Linked DNA regions of Mus musculus: regions 2 and 3 are each linked to region 1. Evidence: chromatin contacts called from public promoter capture Hi-C data. All regions are on one chromosome and are shown on one strand. The core of a region is the stretch at or near the end of the contact, and the rest is flanking DNA. Distances in the headings are between cores, read along the strand shown. Region 1 overlaps Macrod2 (mono-ADP ribosylhydrolase 2). Region 2 holds the start of Otor (otoraplin). Region 3 holds the start of Kif16b (kinesin family member 16B).

Region 1 (4,842 bases), core at 635-3,134:
CTCAGTTTCAATAACACCTTCAGATAGTATTAATGCAGACCGAATTAGAAAGCCACACTATTTATGGTTTAAGATGCAAAACGCACACATGATGAGACAGATGCTGAGTGTAGTGTACTCTTATAGAGGCTTATCTTAGGCTGGAAAGCAATCACCCAGTGCTCTCTCTGTGGTCATGGAACTGCTTCTAGAGTTGAGGGTGATTACTAAGTTGCACAAAGTTGGAGTACTAAACATGTGACACAGATCAATGGAAATGTGAATTAGGAAAAACAGGCTATGCTCATTGCAAAACAAAGTCCATAGATATAAAGGAAGATGCCAAGGAGGAAAATATGACCTGAGAAAAGCAAAATGATAGATCTTGGACAACTCTAACATACTTGCTGTGTGACTCTTCCCTTAAGCTTTTAAAAGGATCTGTAGGTAAAGAAATACCAAGATGAGCTCAGAGATGAGGCAGGAAACGGCCCAAAGGCAATGTATCCCTTCTAAAGAAGTAGAACTTCAAGCTAAAAGGGAAAGAAAAGGGAAAATGTTCAAGTCTGCACTGGGTCTATATGATGCATTACACTGGAAGAAATTTTGGTGACAATGTACTGAAACCTCGGTACTGAAAAGGTTCATGGATATGGTCACTCCGATTATTCAATAGCTCAGGAGTGATGATGTGGTCCTGTAACTCATTTGAGCCTTCCAGGAGACATACTGGAGAAATACAGTGACATAAAGAAGGCCCACATCAATCGCTTCAGGTTTTGGTGGTGTTTCATCTGTGCCTGGTGCAGCTGACATTTCTCCATCGTCACAGTCCGAGTACACACCTACACAACTGTCATTTGCCCTGTACAAGTACACTTTGGGGTTGGCAAGTGCACTAACCGGAAGATGGACATGTGTTGTCCACTGGGGAAAGTCTCCTTGCATCAGGGGTTAATTTAGATAGTACACAGGTTTAAAAAAAAATAAGGAAGAAAAGAAAAAACTAAAGCAACTTTACAAAATTCTTGTAAGGTAAGGAAACAAAATACTTGTATGGAAACAACGGAATTGTTTTATTTTAGAAATAAGGAAGCTGACTCCAGGAGATTCATATTTTGCCCGACATCACGCAGATCTGACAGGGAAGAGTCTGGCTCCAGAACACAGTTTTAAAGAGTGCCATCCTTCTCTCCGGCATCTCAGCTAGTCTGGAGTCTGGAACAGTGCTCAGCTGACTTCTCACACGCACCCTGCAGAGGAGGATGCTGCTCCAGTAGCAGAACTTGCACACTTTGGGGTCCGAGCACTAGCAGGAGTGGAAATGTATAAATTGACAAATCAAAAGTCATTGGAGGTGAACAAGAACAGATTGGGCTTTAAAATAAAAGCAAATAAAATATGATGTTGAAAATCCCATTGGTTTTGACACATAGGTGCAAAGACATTAGGAACTGGTTGGTTTAAGCAGCAGAAACAATGCATTAGAGACAAGACCCTAAAAGCAGCCTAAATGTTGATCAAAACAGCAACGCAATTCAGATCCTGAAAGCTGAGTGCAGCCTCCTATTTTATTTGACTTCGGATATTTTATTCTTTAAAACAAAACTTTTTTTTCAGGATCTCCTGTGTGTGAATCGTTTTTATAGAAACCAGTATTTCGATGTGGTAACCTCTTTACCAGTTAAATATTGATTTGCTATTGTCCTGACATAATGAACAAACAGAATAATCCATCGGTGTGTTGAAGCAGTGTCCCTAAGTGCTGCTAAACAGGTCAGCAATTACCTTCTTTGCTGAGTCGTTGCTTTCTTCCACATCAACAAGGCAAAGGCTCACACTGAATTGAAAGGGAAACCCAGAGACAACCCATTCATTCACATGAAAGCTGGCTGTCACTTGAAACTCACAGGCAACCAGCTCTTCTCAGACTGCTGGACTTGCTTCCTCCACCCAGCTGCCAATCTCTGTTTCACCTAGAAAAGTCCCAACCCCCATCTCCTTTGCTATTAAATTCCATATTAACACCTCCCAGCTGCCAAACCTCCTAGTTCTCTCCTTTGTCTACCTTTATAGTTAGTGATCAAGACCAAATGCTCCAGCAAGCTTAAGTCTTACAGCTGCACAAAATACACACGGGAAACAAAACCTTCAGAAGCAGGGCATCCTTTAATGTTTAATTAGCCTAAGCCTGATGCTTACACACATTGTCGTCTGTAAGGCTCCACACTGGTGGTAGAGCTTTAAAAACAACAACAAAAAAGTATTCTCTAGAATATTCATGTCTGAGAGTCACAATCCAGTGATTTTTTTAAATTCTTATACATATATTTTAATAATAATTTAAAACTCAGCTCACCTAGTATCTCGATTCATCATTTTAAAGTGTATTTCTGTAGTTTTTAATTAAAAGTATTTATAGGCTATTACTTATAAAAACTTTGTGTGAATTTTTCAAGTAGTTGTTGCTTGTTTGTCTTTGTTTTTCTTTTCCTCTGATTCAGGGTATAGCAGACCATTTTTTTCAAAGAAAACAAACCAAAAACAAAAACAAACAAACAAACAAAACAAAACAAAAAAAATTTGAATACAGAATCTAACCTCTGGAAATAGATCAAAGACCATATTTTAAACAGTGTTAAATTATAAAGCCCAGAGAGAGAACCAATCTGATCTCAACTATGAACACGCTTCCTGAATGAAGTGTAACTGCTTTTAACTATAAATCACCAGTTAGCAGAAAGGAGACCACAAACAAACAAACAAACGAGCATATGATCCCAATGACAAGGCATGTGCTATGCCTTCTCAGAAATGCACAAGGCAGTGTTTTTGTAAACATGTGGATGATCGGTTAGCTTGACGACACACAGATAAGCAAGCCACTGACAGGGGCAGAGAAGTGGAATCCGAACTGTTGAGCACGCTTTGTATTTCTCCATCTGCATCAGAGATTATACATCTAAAATTACGCTGTTGCTGACTCCACAGGACGCCACTGCAAAGTGTTCGAGGAAATCCCTTGTTGGCTGATGCCCCTGCAGGTCTTACTAGTGAAACTGAAGAATACCTTTATCATGTCAAATATGTTCAGCTGTTTACTGCATGCAAGTAAGATGTGTCTGACATCATTCATCTCTTTGACCTTTGACCTGCAGATCTAAACTGTAACTAAGGTGACCAAAGCTTGACCTTACAATGCTGAGAAACTTTAAAGGTCTGCAGTATTTTGGGTCACATTGTTAAGTTAGACAAAGGGGTAAAGAAGTAATGTGACAGTTTCCTGGGAATTAAGGTCAGGGGGTCAATTCTACTGAGGTGGGTTTTTTTCTTCTTTCTCTCTTCTCTCTCTCTCTCTCTCTCTCTCTCTCTCTCTCTCTGTGTGTGTGTGTGTGTGTGTGTGTGTGTGTGTGTGTGTATTAAGGAAGCTAATTAAATTGTTTGATCTGGACGAATTTTTAGAATAGTAGATTGTTCAAAGTTATAAAAAGTTCAAAGAAATCAAATCATGAATCTCTCTTAAAAAAGGGGGGGGGCAGAGATGAATCAGTGTCCAACTGTTCACAGTGCCCCTTACATCTCACACATGCAATATAGTGCACATGTTTGGGGTTTACACAACCACAGCTAATTCATTTCATTTGCGGAATCTGTTTCAATAAAGGGATAAGAAACTAAGAAGATATATCATAAGAATAGAATACCAAGATAACAGGATCACACTTAAAAAACAAAACAAAACACCCCACAGGATATTCTTGGGAACCAATGCACAGCCATTTTCTACTTATCCTCCAGATAAAAGTGCTCACATGCATATGCAGCATTCATTTGTAACCCATTGTTCGCTGAGGACAGCCTGTAATAAACAAAGTAAGAATGTGTGCACAAGCAGGGCCAGCTCTGCACTACACAAGCATAATGGCTACTCCTTGAGATTGGGGCCCCTGCAGTGGATAGGTGTGCTCTCACTGTGTAATTAAAGCAACACTTCACACGCAAACTGTGAGTTTCTGTTCTCAAGATTTCCTAATTATGCTGATAATAGGCCAGATTAACCTTTTCCACGAAAAGGCACTCTCGCAGGCAATGCTTTCAGGGCATTTGTCATGAGCCCTAATCATTTCTATGCTGAGTCAATGGAAGGAAAATATTTAGTGTTTTCCTGCGTAGGAGTGGGGTGGCATTTTCCTCATTACGGAAGCCAAATCAAATAATATTCCTGCCAACCAACTCAATATTAAAACACACTCTAAAAGACAATTACAGGTGATTTGCACTGTTTGTCATTACTTTGGTAAATAATGTGCTTCTTTTTTTTTTTTTTTTTTTCCTAAACAGCTGCTAAGGAAAGCAACATTGCCTAAATGAACTTCATCTCATTCTTAAAATTAGGAGAGATTTTATATAAAATCTTATACCAAATTTTACCAGACATCTAGAATTACACAGAAAGGGATGGTCACAAGGTATTTCCTCTGTGTTTTCCCCCTTGGAAATCTGAAGTCTCAGACAACAGGGCTGCAGAAAGAGCAGTCATTCCTTGCTGCTTTCATATTTGCTATATCTTTTGCCACCATGTCTATGGAGAAGGGTGTAGCAACTGTCCATGTCTTTTAGAAACCTTACGAGTCTTTAGTAGGTTTAAGGGAGCCCTTGCAATGGTAAAAGAGTTGAAGACTTAAAGGAAAATCAAAGAATGGACCACAATAAATGAGTTGACAGTATGTTCCAGGGAACATCATGATCCTAACATGCCACACTGGAAGGAGGAGCAAGAACACAGAGCACACAGAACCAATGAAAACTTCTGATCATATTCTTTCCCATCTGGTTACTGGACGGGTAAAACTAACTTCTAAG
Region 2 (4,842 bases), core at 1,691-4,190, 2.4 Mb before region 1:
GAGTTGACAATTTCCATATCTTAGCACCTTCAAGATCCAACCTCCTGCCACCAAATAAAGCCAGGAAGGTACAGATACACAGGTTCAGTTATTTCCACTTCTTCTCTTCTTCATCACTGGTGTTTCTGTTTTATCTGCTGTTTTAATTAATTTCTTATTCACAGAAGAAGTCAATATCCTGAAAGGGGGGAAAAAGTTGAACTTTCAGGCTGGTTCCAAAAAAGCAGGTGTAGATTTTAAGTTTTAAAATAAGATTTAAAAATAAAATAAAATAAGATTTAATTTTGGATTTGGATTTAATTTTGGATTAAGTCAAGGTTGAAAACCTGAGGATTTGAAATAATTATCACTTTAAGTCAAATACTGTTTAAGATGAAGGTTTTTCAATACATGTCTAATTTGTAGTTTTTTCACAGACAGAGCACAGTGCCATGCAGCGATGACAGGTGAGCCGAGGCTGTCTGTCGGGCTGAGTTCTGTTTGAAGCATTGCAGTTCTGTTTGAAGCATTGCTTGGGAGACTCACCTCAAAATGACCATCTTGCAAAGGAGCTCAGAAAGGACCTTTTATTTCTGCCCCAGGGCAGTGGGAAGACCTCCATTTTATTTCATGCAGAAGTCACACAGAAAAGACTCGAAAAAAAATTCTGGATTTTCTAGAATATTTTGATCAACTCAAAAACAGGTGGCATTTTTTTCTCTTCAATCTACATTTCATAAATAAATCTACCTTTCATAAGACCATCAGGAAGAACAGCTTAGTAATTTTTTTTAATTCCTTTCTCTATGGACAGATGCCTTCCATTAAAATAGAAGGAGTGTTGTGTTGTATACTTGAACCATACTGAGTCTCCTTTGCTACACACGCACACACAGGTGTGTGCGCACTTATGACATGGGAAGAGAGTTAAGTATAGGTGGCAGGTGTGACTTGTGAGTCAGCCTGTTGGGATGATCATTTTATAGTATGTATTTACCTCAAAACTTCAAGTTGAATATCTTCAATATACAATTTTACTGGTCAATTATATTCCCAGTAAAGATAAAATACAGTTTTCAAAAGTTGAAACATTTAAAGAAAACAAACTTAGATAGAGTGATTATAATGTGTGAAGAAAGTGTGCCAACCTCACAACGCCGACAGCCAATATGACATTCTACATGTTACCAACTCATAAAAGTCACTGTTGGCCCCTATTTTGTACAGCATATACTGTAAATTGAAGGACATATTCTCAAAAACAAAGTCTACATTACCCCGAAATCTGATTCATCCTCCAGTCACCTCTGAGATGCTTACCGTGGTTGGGATCTCCTTGGTGGCCTCCTGGTATACACGCTGCTCCTTCACCAAGTTGCTGGGGAAATAACCTACAATTCCCATCTCATCCTGGTGGTCACCATAAACCTGTGTGCCCAAAGCAGCGGCAGTTAGGGAAAAGCTGATGGCAGGGCTTTTGAGAAACTCCTCTCCTGGTAATGAAAATTACACAAGCCAGTGCTCCCTTTAGCTGTGCATTCCAGGGAATTCAGAGCAAATGTGAAATTCACTGGCAGCATCAGGAACTCTGAGCCTCACTACCTTAACATTACTTCTCTTTCTGTACTCTCGTACTTTGCCTGAAATCATCTGGAATCTATAGGAAGTTAAGGTCAATAAAAATTTAAAGCAAATGGACTCCCATTTTACAGTATGTGTACTTTCCACTTTTTAGCAATTCAAAGTGACATATAGTAAGTACATCCTGACTGACACCTTCATCGGTTTTAGATGTATCTCTTGGATGACATCACCCATGCTTCATCCCTCCCTGGACTCTGCTTTGGTCTGTGGGTACATTTTAAGTCAAGCAAGTGGCTCCTGCAAAATCAAAGAGGATTTTCCCCTTTAGACTGACCAGTCACACACAACCCTTGGCAAATCCTCTTAGACATTTTTTGAAAGAGACTTAACTTATGTGCAATGCAGAAACCTCAGCATGCATGTTTTTTTTCCCCTGATCAAAACATCAGTTTGAATTACCCTTAATTTTGTTGTGAAATCACCCCTTTTTAAAAATGAATCTGAATTTTTGTGTTTCCACTTACGGTTTCCATATTATCTTTGCAGCTACTGTTAAACATTAAACGGACTGAGGACAGGAAAGCCAGGAAAAATTAAGAGTAATACAATTAAGAATATATACATATGTATGTATGTATGTATGTATGTATGTATGTATGTATGTATGTATGTGTGTATGTATGTATTAAAAACAGTCTCGTCTTACACTGCCAGCCCAAAACTCTCCAGCTCCGTTTTCTGTTACCAGCTTGGAGTAAACATAGATCTGCTGCCCTTTCTTGACATCGATGAACCTACAGTCTGGGGCATTGTAATCTTCCTGTGCTCTTGCCAGAGAAATAGTATCTGGAAGAGAAAAAAAAGGGGGGGAAGTGACCAGATGTCCTATGAGTAAGAAGGCAAAGTGTAAGAAAGGTAGGAGAGAGGAAAGGAGAGCACAGCTGGGTTTCAAACGGGGGTTGCGGGGGGCGACAAGGAAATCTTAGGAAATGAATTCTCTGCAGTTAGACCCCAAACACAGACCTTGAGACACAGAGCTGCAAACAATGAGCACATTTAGGATTCACTGCAAAGTACAATCTGGCTGTTTGCCAGACAGATTTCCCATTATATGATAGAAAGACAATGAGAACCAAACCGTTAACAGTGCCTTACAGACACACTCCTCATCCGCACACAACTTCTTAGAAGAAAGTTTATCCATAAATACACCATGCCCGGCACATAGAACCACAAGGCCCCCAAGCAAAAGAATCAATATCCTTGCCATCTTCCTTCTTGCTGTTTTGACTAGCACTCTTTGCCTGATTCAAGGGTTCTTTTATTTGAAAGCTGACTCTCTGGGTAAATACCCAGCCAATAGGAAGGGGCCAACCCCCACCCCCCTCTCTCTCCTCCCCTGTAATTTTATAATGTGTGCAACTGGATTCCAGAGGCTTTTTGGCATTTCATTTTTCAGAGAGAGTCAAACGCCCTGTGTCTGTGTTCCACACAAATGTCATGCCATGCTTAAAGCTGTATCTGCCACAGCTTGTGGCGTCTACCAGCAGGGCTCTGTTGAGAGGCCTGTGAGACTATCAACCACTGTTTATTTTTCTCTTTTGTCCTCCTGTTCTTTCAGTTTATGAGCAAACATGTATTGACTGTAGGAATCTGTTCAAGATGTAAAATGGAGACTAGGGAGATGGTCACTGGATCAGGCACTTGTTATGCAAGTGTTTAGAATAGAACCCCAGAACCCATACAACAACTAGACAGGCATTGTGGCAGAGACAGACACAAGACATCCTGGAGGCAAGCTTGCTAACTGGAGAAACTGTAATCAGCAAGCTCTGGGTTCAGCAAGACCCTCAATAAATAAAATGAAGAGAAACTAAGGAAGATACCCAATTGTCAATGTCAGGCCTTCTCAGGAACACATATGCATACGTCCACACACATGTAAACACAGACACACACACAGTGCGGCACACATATACATTTTAAAGAGTCAAAATGTCTTGAGAACAAATTTTATTTTAGTAAGTCTAATAAAATTCTAGATTTGCATAATATATGCAAATATATTTGCATAATGTATTTTGTGTTGTTTGTATATGTAAATATGTATTTACATAATATAAAGAACTCTTACACAAATATTTTGTGATAGGTTTCTTAGAAGTTATGTTTGGCCTGAGCCACTGTGGATTATATAATATATTAGTTAATATCACAACCAGATCTTACTAATGTGGAAGCAAGAAATAAGTGGGGGAAGAAAAGAAGGTAAATCTTTCTTTATTCCAGTGTTCGTTAGCTTACGACATGGAACCTGAGACAATCAATTTATAAAGACAAAGTTTGTTTGTGTGGGTTACAGGTCTGGAAGTTCTAGTTCATGGTCACTGCTCCCATTAATGTGGCTCTGTGGCATGTCCTGGGAGAAGCCAGTAGCAGAGAACACCACTTACGGCCAGGAACCAGAAGATACAGAAAGAAAAGCCAGCAGGACCTTGCAATCTCCTTTGCGTCACCCGCAATGACATATGTGCCTCTCAGTAGTCCTCACCCCTCAAAGGTTCAGCCTCCTCCCAATTGCACCAATCTGGCGGAGCACACGTTTTAACATGAAGGTGGCGTTTTAGAGACATCCAAGATCAAAACTGTAGCAACTTCTTCTAAGGATCATGTATTTAATCTACAAATGCTGATTGATCCAAGAGAAGAGGGTGAAACTTGAGAATTGTTACTGTGGTGGTTGCAATGAAAATGTCTTCATGCTACCATGCTCTTGACCATGGCAATAGTGAACTAAATCTATGATCTGTAAGCCAGTCTCAATTAAATCTTTTCCTTCATAATAGTCATGGTGTGTCTTCACAGCAATAAAACCCCTAGTAAGACACTTAGCTTTTCCCACTTTCCCACTCTTGAGTGTCTGTTCCATAGGAAGAGGCACAGTAGGGAAATAGGCCAGTGAAAACTCACTCTGCCCCTGGCCTGCCCCTCAATCTGGAACTTGGGAATCCTCACCCCCATGACTTACAGTTAATGGCCAAGCAATACTTAATGACCCCACTGTACTTTGCCACTAGCTCTCTGTGCACACTGCAAAGCCCCTAGAAACACCCTCCTCAGCCCTGCCTACTGTTCTCACCCAGAGACAGCTGCCATTCTGTTTTTGCTCACTCAATCTCTTGTGTGAAGCTTGTTGTGTGCTGTAACTCCGTGGTATTGCTTGGCTCCCTATTGCTAAAATATCCTTGCACTGAAAAGCCCTGTCAGGAACATTTTAGA
Region 3 (4,842 bases), core at 1,165-3,664, 2.2 Mb before region 1:
TTTTAATTAGAGGAGACTATATAGAGGTAATCCCCCCCCCCCCATACACGTTCAGGAGCTTTAAGAGACTTTATTTGGTGATTCTTCTGAGTAACAGTTCTCCTGGCAGTTGTCCTTACCAAACTGATGCTGTGCTTAGCAGTTAGTCAATGGGGAGCCTCACGCGGGGAGCCTCACACTTGACTTCCGGAGGAAGCTTCTGTGCAGGTTAAGTCCTGGAAGACTTTAAAAAGTCTAAAATTTCTAAAGACAGAAACAAATGAAAGGGGTACCAGAGATTCATTGGAATTTGAGAAGATGAGCAAGCCCTTAAAAACCTTCCTGTTTATTCATTTTTCTTGGTGCAGAGAGTAAATTAATCAAGGGGTGGCTGTTCAGTCATTTCTCTGGCGAGAAACCTCGCTGCTTCTAGTTTAAAATCCGCAGGCTTGCTGTTCGTGTTCCGTGGGCCGCAGCACTTTGTCGGTTGTGTCAAATCGCAAGGTGGTGTTGGAATCAGAGGATTATGTACACGTGTAGGCTGCTGGAAATTATGGATAGAATGGCCTGCATAAGCCCAAACTGGACAAGCAAAACCTCCAGGAACAGGAACTCACATTAACAAGTGATTTGCAGTTGAGTGCAGAATTCGCACACCTGTTCTTGGTTGTCTTGGTTGCTCTCAGCGACTCTACAGCTGGTAGGGTGTTGAAGCCCTGCCCGCCCGAGAGCGCACCCTACACAGTTTGTCCCCAAGCAGCTCCCATATACGGCGGGCTCCGCCCCTGCCCGTGGCTGCCACAGCCGGGTGCAGCCTGGCTGGCGGCTGTGCCTGGACCCGCCCGCTGCTTCTGCTATTGCGCATGCGCCCCATTTTCAACCCTCCGAGTTTTCCCGCCCTTGATTGGCTGACTCTGCGCCCATTTCTAAACTTGTAAGCGCCTTAGTCCAGGCTTTGTAGGACTCCGAACAAAGGGGACGTTCTGATTCTACCCTACCTTGAAGGGTTCTAGGAAAGCTGAGATGAGGACTCCTGGTACTAGTGGACCACACATTGGCCGTCGTATTATTTCACTTAGTCTATTATTAAACCCTTGGAGTTCCAGTTTAGCAGGCGAGGCAGACTGGAAGACTCAAAGCTAGTATTGGAGTTCGAGCCAAAAACCCGGGAGACTTTTTCGGCTCCCCTCAGGGACTTAAGCAGCATCACATCTAAGCTTTCTAGAGACCATTTGAACCGAAGTCATCTGCCCGGGAGTGAAATAATAGCGGGGATATGCTGGTCTTGAGGACAGAATGTTCCATTGTGGTCGTTAGAGACCTCGAGGGTGAGGAGGAGCAAGTCAGTAGGCTTGCTTTATACTCCATCAGCAAGTGCAAAGGCAGGAGATCAGGGTCCAGGAGGAAGGCTGGTCTGTAAGTTTTGAGCGACCCTGACTGGGGCAGGAGGAAGATAGTTGATACTGGAGTTTTTGTGTCCAGCAGGTGACTTACAGGTGAAGGCATAGGGTTAACTGAATGAATTTACAGGGAGATAGCCCGGTAAGAAATCACTGATGCCAGGGGCTTTAGCTCATAAAAAAAAAGGGAAGAATAAGAAGAAGAAGGAGAAGGAGAAGGAGGAGAAGGAGGAGAAGGAGGAGGAGGAGGAGGAGGAGGAGGAGGAGGAGGAGGAGGAGGAGGAGGAGGAGAAGGAGAAGAAGAAGAAGAAGAAGAAGAAGAAGAAGAAGAAGAAGAAGAAGAAGAAGAAGAAGAAGAAGAAGAAGAAGAAGAAGAAGAAAGAAAGAAAGAAAGAAGAAAGCGGGTGTCCTCACTTTTGATCCAATGACTAAAGTTAAATTGCTAAACTGTCCCCAAAATGCAAAAACTCCCTTTAGATATGATTCCAACCAATATAACGACATTTCTATCTGCCTAAAAAAATCCTCGATCCTTTGTTTTCTTGGTACCCTAAATTTTGTGGTTCAGAACACATGCTTAGAACTCTTTGAAGAAACAGAGCAGTCCCTCAGAGTTCTCCACGACCTTTCGCTTCTCAACAAGACAGATGAGTTGACGAGCACGGGCCGTATAAAGTCAGGACCATGTTATTGGTTGCAATGCTCGTTTTCGGTAGTCCATTCCTCGGTTTCCTTGAGAATGCTCTAAATGCAGTGATCGTCCTGGGCCTGACTGGGTTTGACTTTCCGAGTTAGAGACAGCACAGCCGGTTGCCATTGACTTCGAGGTGGGGCTGCGCTGGGGCGTGGCCACCGAAGAGGCGGGGCCCAGACTTCCGGGCCCCGCCCCTTCGCGCCGTAGGCAGCTGCCAAACCCCGGTGCGTGGATCACGCGGGCCGGAGCCGCTCTGGGCATGCTCAGTGGCCTGGCAGGTGTGGCCGCCTAGCAACTCCAGGTCGGCCCTAGCCGAGGGGCGGGTGAGAGGGAAGTGGGCGGGGGCGCGGGCACGGGCACAGTCGCTGGAGTGGCCGGCGGCCGCGGGGCGCAGGCCTGTTGGAAGCCCCCGCGGGCCGGGCCGGGATGAGCTATGGCATCGGTCAAGGTGGCCGTGAGAGTCCGGCCCATGAATCGCAGGTGAGTGGGGCCTCCCGCCCCCCACCCTCGCCACACCCCAACCCCGGGCAGCCCCGCTCAGAGGCCGGTCTGGATTGAAAGGGACAAACCCCTGACCCACCTGGCCGTGCCAGTGGCCTTGGCGGTCCTGAAGGGCAAAGCTCTCCCGCGTTGAAGGGGACTCTGAGGGGAAGTGTCCGCGAGGCCGGGGAGATTTCCATGTACAGTCCCCATCCCAGAACGTGAGGCTCTCTTGCTCGCCCTTTAAAAAAAAAACACCAAGGAACCACGTTGGTGAAGTGAAATACTTGGGGGCGATCATGGAAGTGTGAGGGGTTCCCCGAGCTGTCAGACACACGCTCACTTGTGCCAACTCCAAAGTCTCTGTTAATCATGTTACCTTCTAATCTGGAGAGAATTTTCAGGTCCTTGAACGTGAACCCATCGTCTAAACAGAAAGTTAGCAGTTCATAAGTTAAGGTTTACATGGGGGATGAGGAAACTTCAACAAAGTTTTGACTCCTCGAAAGGAGAGTTACGTACGTGCACGTGTTTGACTCAAGTTAAGGGGGCACAAAGTGAGAACACACTTAGTGTGTAACCTCTTATATTTTTCCTACAAAGTAGTGCCTTGCATCGTGACTCTCCTCTCCTCATTGACTGAAAACCATTTTCAGCGACTTCCTCATCAGTTCAGAAAGAAGCTTTGAGAAAGTTAACTTTTGAGAAGGTTAAATGGGCTTAACCAGAGAATGACGTGCATATAAGTGAATGCCCTCCAAGTTGACGGGCGTAGGGCACACAAAGCAGTTCGTGTTTATTGCTGTTTCAGTTCTTGGACATTTGACTTGCCATATGGCTGTTCTCCCTTAGTCATGCTGTCTACTTCAGGAGGTCAGTGTTTGTTGGTTCTGACAGCCAGTTAGGGCAGCAGATTTTACTGGACTCTCCTGAGTCTATTTTTTTTTTTTTTTTTTTATCTTCAAGTAGAAGAACCATTATCATGCTGTAGATCCATAAATACCAGTGCTTTTGAAAGTCAGTGCATTTTGTGTGTGATTTTCAAATTACCTCTAAAACTTTTTAGGGAGTTTGACTTGTGTGTGTGAGTGAGTGAGTGTGTGTGTGTGTGTGTGTGTGTGTGTGTGAGTCTCAGGAGAATATTTGTTTCTTCACATACCCAATCAATACAAGATAAATAGACCCCTGGAGTCTTTTAAATGTTTTGTTTCTATTTTTAAGCATTTATATTATAAAAGGTTTTGTTTGTTTGTTTGGTTTTATTTATTTGCTTATTTATTTGTTTTTGGTTTTTTGAGACAAGGTTTCTCTGTGTAGCCCTGGCTGTCCTGAAACTCACTCTGTAGACCAGGCTGGCCTCAAACTCAGAAATCTGCCTGCCTCTGCTTCCCTAGTGCTGGGATTAAAGGCATGCGCCACCACTGCCCGGCAAGAGTTTTTTTTGTTTGTTTGTTTGTTTGTTTGTTTGTTTGTTTTTTTTCGAGACGGTTTCTCTGTGTAGCCCTGGCTGTCCTGGAACTCACTTTGTAGACCAGGCTGGCCTCGAACTCAGAAATCCGCCTGCCTCTGCCTCCCGAGTGTTGGGATTAAAGGCGTGTGCCACCACGCCCATCGAGTTCTCTTTTTGAACAATGTGAACATATGCTAGAAAATAGTATCAGATAACTTTAGAAAACACTTACTAAATATGGGTAGATGTAAGTGTCTTTTAGGAGTGTAGTGTCTAATGAGGGAAGGATGATGAAATTCATCAGTCTGGACTTTGTAGAAGGGGTGCTGTGTGTTCAGGGCCTTGTCAGAATAGGCCTCGAGTCCAGGCCCGTGGAGGCAGAAAACCATTACAGAAGCCTTATGATTTGAGTAGGCAGGCAGGTAGGATCTGTGCCCAGCAAGTAATGCTGGTGACATCAGGATTGGGACAAAAGCTAAGGAAGCAGTGATCTGGACAAGGGGTGGAGATGGGAAGGTGGATTGGATACACCAAGACAGTTTCCTGGTATCTTGGTAAAATTTGGTGACTTACTGCATGGGAAGGAGCAGGAATAGGGAGACTCCGAGAGTCATTAGCTTAAGTGGTCAAAGAGCTGGAAAGATTTGAGGAGAGGACATAATGAAGTTGAGAGCATCCTTAGCCATTCCAGTGTTCATGAAGTGCAGGAAGTATGAGTTACCAACTCAGCGTTTAGACAGTGAGTGTTGCATGCTTGTTTAATTTGAATCTTTGAATCATGTTTCTGTTCCGGGTGGTTGGTTGGAATCCTGGTTAAGTCTTGATACTTCTATGATTAT

What was found. Promoter capture Hi-C pulls out the DNA fragments that hold promoters and counts their contacts.
Region 2: a contact with region 1 is called in a promoter capture Hi-C map of second pharyngeal arch cranial neural crest, with 7 times the contacts expected there. The contact joins the promoter of Otor here to the enhancer-like site in region 1. A contact is called at or near these places in 4 of 39 promoter capture datasets (frontonasal cranial neural crest, hippocampal neurons, second pharyngeal arch cranial neural crest and 1 more).
Region 3: a contact with region 1 is called in a promoter capture Hi-C map of second pharyngeal arch cranial neural crest. The contact joins the promoter of Kif16b here to the enhancer-like site in region 1. A contact is called at or near these places in 8 of 39 promoter capture datasets (the C10 cell line, cranial neural crest, frontonasal cranial neural crest and 4 more) and 1 of 115 datasets of contacts at active chromatin or transcription factors (forebrain).

What each region holds. Positions count from the first base shown.
Region 1 is chr2:140,702,648-140,707,489 of GRCm38.p6, reverse strand. All of the region lies in intron 3 of Macrod2 (mono-ADP ribosylhydrolase 2), which reads right to left. Among named protein-coding and RNA genes, the nearest start is that of Flrt3, 34 kb to the right of the region's middle. Within about 2 kb of position 1,884, at least 27 of the 459 cell types and tissues checked have an H3K27ac peak or open chromatin away from gene starts, as enhancers often do. A contact at or near this core is called in second pharyngeal arch cranial neural crest, where this site is marked.
Region 2 is chr2:143,076,491-143,081,332 of GRCm38.p6, reverse strand. It overlaps Otor (otoraplin), which reads right to left and starts at 2,940. Exons shown (of 4, transcript NM_020595.3): 1 at 2,719-2,940; 2 at 2,270-2,409; 3 at 1,300-1,407; 4 at 1-178. The coding sequence starts at 2,833. The coding sequence ends at 155.
Region 3 is chr2:142,899,036-142,903,877 of GRCm38.p6, reverse strand. Kif16b (kinesin family member 16B) reads left to right here and starts at 2,414. Exons shown (of 26, transcript NM_001081133.2): 1 at 2,414-2,553. The coding sequence starts at 2,507. Kif16bos (kinesin family member 16B, opposite strand) reads right to left here and starts at 913. Exons shown (of 2, transcript NR_131921.1): 1 at 637-913; 2 at 306-523.